Linked DNA regions of Sus scrofa: region 2 is linked to region 1. The links are chromatin contacts, called in public Hi-C maps. All regions are on one chromosome and are shown on one strand. The core of a region is the stretch at or near the end of the contact, and the rest is flanking DNA. Distances in the headings are between cores, read along the strand shown. Region 1 has its middle 17 kb from the start of COQ7. Region 2 has its middle 41 kb from the start of SMG1.

The links. Hi-C and Micro-C count contacts between places; a contact is called where the count stands out from the background.
Region 2: a Hi-C map of omental adipose tissue shows a contact between it and region 1, with 1.9 times the contacts expected there. A contact is called at or near these places in 1 of 5 promoter capture datasets (liver), 28 of 47 Hi-C or Micro-C datasets (adipose tissue, alveolar macrophages, blood and 16 more) and 2 of 2 datasets of targeted methods (alveolar macrophages and skeletal muscle).

Annotation. Positions count from the first base shown.
Region 1 is chr3:26,380,557-26,384,743 of Sscrofa11.1, forward strand. No RefSeq gene overlaps it. Among named protein-coding and RNA genes, the nearest start is that of COQ7, 17 kb to the left of the region's middle.
Region 2 is chr3:26,611,019-26,615,225 of Sscrofa11.1, forward strand. No RefSeq gene overlaps it. Among named protein-coding and RNA genes, the nearest start is that of SMG1, 41 kb to the right of the region's middle.

The sequences.
Region 1 (4,187 bases), core at 980-3,479:
TGTGACCTACACCACGGCTCACAGCAATGCTGGATCCTTAACCCACTAATTGAGGCCGGGGATTGAACCCACGTCCTCATGGATGTTCATCTGGTTTGTTAACCGCTGAGCCAAGATGGGAACTCCCTTCCTATACCAAAGCTAATTTTGTGAGTATGCAGTCAGGAGTCTTAGTCTTAGGAAGGCACATCATACAATCTGTATTAAAAGACCAGATTTGCTGCTGTTTGCTTAGCATCCCCTTCCGAATTGATAGCTGATGTTTTATGCTTCTGAGAGCTTCTAGAAGAAGGCCAGAGAGATTTTCTGAATCCCCCTTTGATTGCTTTTAATTCCATTACAGCTTGTTCTCGTGTATTAACAAGGTAATCTTGTCTTTCTCTTACTTTACTGCTCTGAACTTTCAGGGGAAATGTGATTTTAAAATTGGACACTGTCCAAAGATGATGCCAGCATGACAAAGGGTGTTATTCTTACAAGCAGTATAATTCTAGAGGTGTGATCTGAGCCATCATTCTTTGCATGCTTTTGATTCCCTTTCTACTCACAACAACAGCAGCGTTATCATTCAAAAGCATGTTAGAAGTGTAGAATTTGGGTCTCTTCCCCAGACCTACTGAATCAGAATCATCATTTTAACAAGATGTGATGGGTTTTTGTTTTTTTAGGGCTGCACCCACAGCATATAGAAGTCCCAGACTAGGAGTCAAACTGGAGCTGGAGCTGCCAGCCACAGCCACAGCAATGCCAGATCCTTAACCCACTGAGCGAGGCCAGGGATCGAACCTTCATCCTCATGGATACTAGTTGGGTTTGTTATCACTGAGCCATGACGAGAACTCCAGGATATGATGGTTTTAAAGTATGTCCAGATTCCTTGATACTCCTCTGTTTGGTGGAGCTTAATTCTCCTTGCCTTGAGGGTGGGCTGGCCTTAGTGACTTGTTTGTAATAAACGATGTGGCAGAAAATGATGGGGTGCATCTCCCAAGGCTGCTAAGTCATAAAGACCTTGTAAGCTCCTCCTTCCTAGAATCACTCACTCTGGGGAAACCAGCTGCCATGTGGTGAAGACACCCCACACTCAGTGAACTTTTGTGGAGAGGGTCACATGGCCAAGCACTGAGGCCTCCTGACAACAGTCATGGTGTGTGACGTCTTGCAAGTGACTACTTCAGCCCCCATCAAGCCTTCAGATGACATGCCTGCAGCCAACATCCTCACTGCAACCTCCTGAGAGACCCAGAGCCAGAAGTGCCCCGTGGAGTCACACCTGGTTTCCTGACTCTCTGTAACTATGTTAGATGATAAACATTGGTTGTTTTCAGCTGCTGGGTTTGGGGTTGATGTGACCTGAGCCACTGCAGTGACAAGGCTGGATCCTTAACCCGCTGAGCCACCAGGGAACTCCTATCTTGTGCCTCTTGATCTGAAACGTACATTTTTCACTTTGTGACTGATATTGGCCATCTTTCCAAGTCAGTACCTGTAGCTCCACCTCATCTCTCCGGCTGGCTGCTCTTTCACAGCCGGGCCACCAGGACCGCGCAGCCCTGCTCCACCACCACCCCGAGCACTGTCCTTACAGCTGCTGGCACTGGGTTCCGACCACTCCCTCAGGCGCTGCGGTCCTTGTGTGGGCTTCGCAGTGGAGGAAACACTAAGTCCTGGAGAGGCTTGAACTTGACCATTTGGCAGCACAGCCTCTTAGATCTTCTTGTCCTTCATCAGTGGGCATTTGGGTTATTAACACAGAATCTGGGGACCTTTGATGCTTTAGAGACCACCCCTGAAGACAGTCTCTAAGGAATTTCAGAGGCGGGACCCCTTGGGGTCCTTAACCCACCTGTCTGCAGATCCCGAACTTCTCTGACAATATGATAAAAACCTATATGATAAAAACCTTGGGCTTCCTTAAGGCCTTTTGATCCCGCTGCTCTGAGAAGAAAGCCTGACCTTTCCCAGCTGCCAGGAACAAAAGATCCCTTTCCTCAAAATCGTTCTTTGCCTCTGCAGGAGCACCAAGCACTTTTCTACTGAATATGTTATCAAAGGTTAAAAAGGCTCCTCTTGCCTTTGGGGACATGTCTCCTCCCACTCCTGCTCCCGAAATGGCAGCCCTGCAGGGCTGTGACTGAACCCCACCGGGCCTTTGATCAGGATCATGTAGAAGATCTGTGGCTGAGCGCGCCAAGGGCGGGGAAGGGCGCAGGCTTCCCCGCGGCCACCAGAGGGCACCCTCGCCCCGGCCTTCCGAGTCCGCGGCCAGCCGCCCGCCCCGCCCGTCACTGCAGGACGTCAGCGGGACACGCCTGGCGGTCAAGGCCAGGTCATTGTGGTGGTAACCCGGCCTCCTGATCTCCGCGGTCCCGCCGTCGGACCGGAGTGGAATGTCAGGTTCACACACTGCGAGTTGCGGCGGGCTCACCGAGCTGCTCCAGTCCGCGCTGGCTCCCTGACTTGAGAGTACTTATCGGGAAGGACGCAATTTCTTCTTCAGGAAAGGGAGAGAGGAAAACAGTGGGGGTCGATTCGTCTCCGTCTGTTGGGATCACACGATGAAACCGGCTTCAAGCGTCATGCAACGTCCCAGGGGCCCCACGAGAAGGTTCATTCCTTGGTTCGTGCTGCCCCCTGGACACGTGCCTTCCTCCAGTCCACGTGCTCAGCGCTTTGCCTGATGAAGGCTGTCTGCCCTTCCAAACTGCCATCTCTTAGGCGAAGTCGACCCCCTACCCCACCCTTCCCGCCCCCGCCGCCTCTCCCAACCCCCAGGCCTCAGCTTCTTGCATTGGCATTGGAGGCTATCCTTATCTGCTTCCTACCATCTCCAGCCTGGCGCAAGCTGCTCAAAGTCAAGCTTTCCCCACGCCTGGTTTAGCAGGCCCAAGGCCAGTGTTTGATAAACTACGCTAAAAAATCATGTGGACTCGGAGAATGGAACAAAAGTAATTTATAATTGATGACAAACCATCCTTCTGATCTCAATTGAATGTACCTAGAAGCTTTTGGATCAAAAGTATCAAGTGGGCAACCTTGTGTGAGCGCTTTTCCGTCCTCTTGCTCATCTGCAGCCCAACGCCTGGCAAACTGTTAACCCCTCGTCATGTCTCCGCACCTTCCTTTGAATTGTTTTTTATTCATTGCTGCTGTGTTTTGGTTTTTCTGAGATTTTTTTTGTTGTTTTTCTTTTTTTTTTTTCTGCTTTTTTTAGGGCTCTACCCCCCGGCATATGGAAGTTCCCAGGCTAGGGTTCCAATCCCAGCTACAGCTGCTGGCCTACACCACAGCCACAGCAACACCAGATCTGGGTCTCATCTTCGACCTACACCACAGCTCATGGCAACGCCAGATTCTTAACCCACTGAGCAAGGCCAGGGATCGAAGCCATATCCTCATGAATCCTAGGGGGGTTGGTCGACCACTGAGCCATGAAGGGAACTCCTATTCTGGGTATTTCTATAAGAGCCTTTTCGGTTGTGATAAACTTTTTTTTTTTTTTTTTTTTGTATTTAACTCTTCCTATTTTATTTTATTTTTTATTTTTAAAAAATTTTTTTATTTTCCCACTGTACAGCAAGGGGGTCAGGTTATCCTTACCTGTATACATTACAATTACATTTTTTTTCCCCACCCTTAGTTCTGTTGCAACATGAGTATCTAGACAAAGTTCTCAATGCTATTCAGCAGGATCTCCTTGTAAATCTATTCTAAGTTGTGTCTGATAAGCCCAAGCTCCCGATCCCTCCCACTCTCTCCCCCTCCCATCAGGCAGCCACAAGTCTTTTCTCCAAGTCCATGATTTTCTTTTCTGAGGAGATATTCATTTGTGCTGGATATTAGATTCCAGTTATAAGTGATATCATATGGTATTTGTCTTTGTCTTTCTGGCTCATTTCACTCAGGATGAGATTCTCTAGTTCCATCCATGTTGCTGCAAATAGCATTATGTCATTCTTTTTTATGGCTGAGTAGTATTCTATTGTGTATATATACCACATCTTCCGAATCCAGTCATCTGTCGATGGACATTTGGGTTGTTTCCATGTCCTGGCTATTGTGAATAGTGCTGCAGTGAACATGCTGGTGCATGTGTCTCTTTTAAGAAGAGTTTTGTCCGGATAGATGCCCAAGAGTGGGATTGCGGAGTCATATGGAAGTTCTATGTATAGATTTCTAAGGTATCT
Region 2 (4,207 bases), core at 318-2,817, 230 kb after region 1:
TGATAGAGGTCCCCACCGGGGCTTCACAGTCGGTCCCCTCGTAAGTAAATGAACATAATTGCAATTTAATTTCTTCCAATTGCATCGACAATTAAAGAGAAATTACTCCCCTTGCCTTTTCTTTTCTTTTTTCTTTTGCAATAGGCTCCTGGTAATTTCAACAATTTAATGAAGTCCTTTGTGCGGAAGCAATTGAATTTCAATGACTTTCTCCCTGGAGCTCGCCTGGTAGGTAGAATCTGCCTTCTCCGCCTACTTGTGATTTACTGGGAATCTGCCAACATCTTAATGCATCACCTTGCCTGGGCTATCTGAAGATAAATAGCCTCTTTCCTCCGAACGTATAAAGATGTCTCTCTGGCCGGCAAGATTCACTTTTTCAAGTTCAAAAGGTAGAAAATAGAAAGATTTTCCCCTGGCAGGCCCCTCCCTTTCTCCCTAACAATGGCTTCCACTGGTTATTGCCTCTCTAAGTCATTTATTCTTTTGATTTCAGATCTGCAAGCCTTTTAGTGATACCCGTTATCTACCCCAAGGGATGAAAATGAGTACCATCTGGTCCACCCTTTATTCCTCCCTTCTAGGCCTCTGGGAAAGGAGTGGACCAAAAAATATTCTACTGGTTCACAATCACCAAAAGACCGTTAATGAATGAAGGGATAAACGAAATGTGGTCTGTCCTTACAGTGGAATATTATTCAGCCATAAAAAGGAATGAACTCCATAAAAAGGAGTTCCCTGGTGGCCTAGTGGTTAAGGATTCATCATTATTATGGCTGGTGGCTCAAGTTCGATCCCTGGCCCAGAAACTTCTGCATACCATGGGCATGGCCAAAAAAGGATTCATTCATTTATTTATTGAATTTTTAAAAATATGAATAAAATAAAACAAAGCGCTGATTATTTTTTTAAAAAAGAAATGAAGTCCCAATATCTGCTACATCATAGATAAATCTCAAAAACATCAGGCTAAGTGAAAGAGGCCAGACACATATTGTATGACTTCATTTATACAAAATGTCCAGGGAGTTCCCACCATGGTGCAGTGGAAACAAATCCAACTGGGAACCATGAGGTTATGGGTTCGATTCCTGGCCTCACTCAGTCAGTTCAGGATCTGGAGTTGCCATGAGCTGTGGTGGTAAGTCGCAGATGCGGCTCAGATCTGGCATTGCTGTGGCTGTGGTGTAAGCCGGCAGCTGTAGCTCCAACCTGACCCCTAGCCTGGGAACTTCCAGATGCCGCGGGTGTGGCCCTAAAAAGCAAAAGAAAAACATTTCAGAATTTTATCATAACCAGGATGAACTAATAGCAAGCTGGATTATCTCCTCCTGGAATGCATTAGTGAAGCTTCTCCACAGCAACAGAAACAGCAAGATATATCTGATACATACGTAAGAGTGAACACGATAAGGAATTGGCTCACATATAGAGATAGAGGCTGAAGAAGGCCAGATCCGTAGTCACGAGGATGGAGACCCAGGAGAGCCCCCGAGGGGTGATGTCGTTTTAGTCTGAGTCCAGAGCCCTGGGCACCAGGAGGACCAATGCCGTGGGTTCCAGGCCAAGTCCCAATCCAAAGACAGAAGACTGATGTCCCAGCTGGAAGGCAGTCAGGTGGTCTCATCCAGAGACACCAGCACAGACACACCCAGAAGCATGTTTGACCAATTATCTGAGCACCCCAGTGGCCCAGTCGAGTTGATACACGAAATTAATCATTACAAGGTAGAAACCCGGCTCAAGGAGGCCTAGGAAATTCAAACTCAATTCTCCTTCAGCCACCTGGGTTCTTGTACTGGGTTGATATGGTGCTAGGTCATAAGGACTATGAAAGCTTTGTGAATACTTTGCTGACTGAGACCCCCTCTAGGAATCCCCTAAATCAGGGACCATCATGATTCTCTATAAGTTTTATTAAAATGTCTTTGTCCGAGTTCCTGTCATGGTGCAGCGGAAACAAATCCAACCAGAAACCACGAGGTTGGGGGTTCGATCCCTGGCCTCGCTCAGTGGGTTAAGGATTCGACATTGCCACGAGCTATGGTGTAGGTCGAAGACAAGGCTCGGATCCGGCGTTGCTGTGGCTGTAGCCTAGGTCAGTGGCTACAGCCCTGATTCGACCCCTAGCCTGGGAACCTCCATATGCTGCAGGTGAGGCCCTAAAAAGACAAAAAGAAAAAAAGAAAACGAAAAAAAGAAATGCAGAATCACAAGGACAGCCCCAGACCTACTGATTCAGAATCTGCATTTTAACAAGAACTTCCAAGTGAGGGTTTTTTTGTTTGTTTGTTTTAAAAATTGAGATGTAATTCACCTAAGTTCCTTATTTATTATTATTATTATTATTTTGGCATCACCCACAACATATAGAGGTTCCCAGGCCAGGGATCAAATTCGAGGCAAAGCTGCAACCTATGCCACAGCTGCAGCAACATCGGATCCTTAACGGACTGAGCTAGGCTGGGGATTGAACCTGAGCTGCCACAAAGACAACACCAGATCCCCAGATCCCTAACCCCTTGCACGGCCACGGGAGCTAAGTTCACTGTTTAAAAATGTACAATTCTTGTATATTTGCAAAGATGCACATTCATTACCACTAATTCCAGAATATTTTCCTGTCCCCAAACATCATTCCCACATTCTTTTTTTTTTTTTTTTATCTTTTTGCCTTTTCCAGGGTCGCTTTTGCGGCATATGGAGATTCCCAGGCTAGGAGTCGAATCGGAACCGTAGCCACCAGCCTACGCAACAGCCACAGCAACTTGGGATCCGAGCCGCATCTGCAACCTACATCACAGCTCTCGGCAATGCCGGATCCTCGACCCACTGAGCAAGGCCACAACCTTATGGTTCCTAGTCGGATTCGTTAACCACTGCGCCACGATGGGAACTCCCATTCCCACATTTGTAAATAGCTAAACATGGATCTACAAATATCTTTTATAAACTTGCTTTCAATTCTTTGGAAGAATTGAAATTCAGAACTTCAGAATTCTGAAATTTTACTTCAGAATTTCAGAAGTAAAATTTCTGGCTCATATGGTTTATTTTTCTTTAAATTTTTTCTTTTTTTTTTGAGGAACCAATACACTGTTTTCCATAGTGGCTGCACCATTTCACATTCCTGCTCTCAATGCACAGGTCTAACAATTTCTCTACATGCCCGCCAACACCTGCTGTTTTCTGTTTTTGTTTGTTTGTTTGTTTTCTGATACTGATATTGTAATGAGGTGGTATCTCAAGGTTTGATTTGGGTTGCCTTAATGATTAGTGATGTTGAGCATCTTTTCATGTGCTTATTGGCCATGTGTATATCTTCTTTAGAGAAATGTCTATTCAAGTCCTTTGTCCATTCTTTTTTTCTTCTTAGGGCCACATCTGTGGTAGATGGAAGTTCCCAGGCCAGGAGTCAATTCAGAGCTGTAGCTCCTAGCCTACACCACAGCCACAGATCCAAGCTGCGTCAGCAACCTACACTGAAGCTCACGGCAACGCTGGATCCTTAACCCACTGAGACAGGCCAGAGAACAAATCCACATCCTCATGGATAGTAGTGAGGTTCATTATCGCTAAGTCATAACGGGAACTCTGTCAAGTTCTCTGTCCCTTTTTGAATTGGGTTGTTTTGTTGGTGTTGAGTTTTTGTTTGTTTGTTTGTTGTCTTTTTAAGGCCACATCCACAGCATGTGGAGGTTCCCAGGCTAGGGGTCTAATCGGAGCTATTGCTGCTGGCCTACACCAGAGCCACTGCAACGAGGGATCCGAGCCTTGGCTTCGACCTACCCCACAGCTCACAGCAATGCCGGATCCTGAACCCACTGAGCGAGGCCAGGGATCGAACCCACAACCTCATGGGTCCCAGTCAGATTCGTTTCTGCTGTGCCACGACGGGAACTCCCAAACCTCTTTTTCGTCTTCAACGCATTTATTTATTTATTTCGGCTGCACCCGTGACATGCACAAGTTCCCAGGCCAGGGAAAGTGGCATTGTAATTGCCTATTTAGTTATCTGTTTTCCCCACTAAACTTCAAGCTCGATGATCATGGGAACCATATCGTTCTTGTCCCTCTCAGTGTTCACTGTACCACAAGCCCTTGACCCAGGCTCTGGCATAGATAGATAAACGCAAAATATGAACCAGGCGTTCCCACCGAGGCTCAATAGTAACAAACACGACTAATATCCATGGGAATTCGAGTT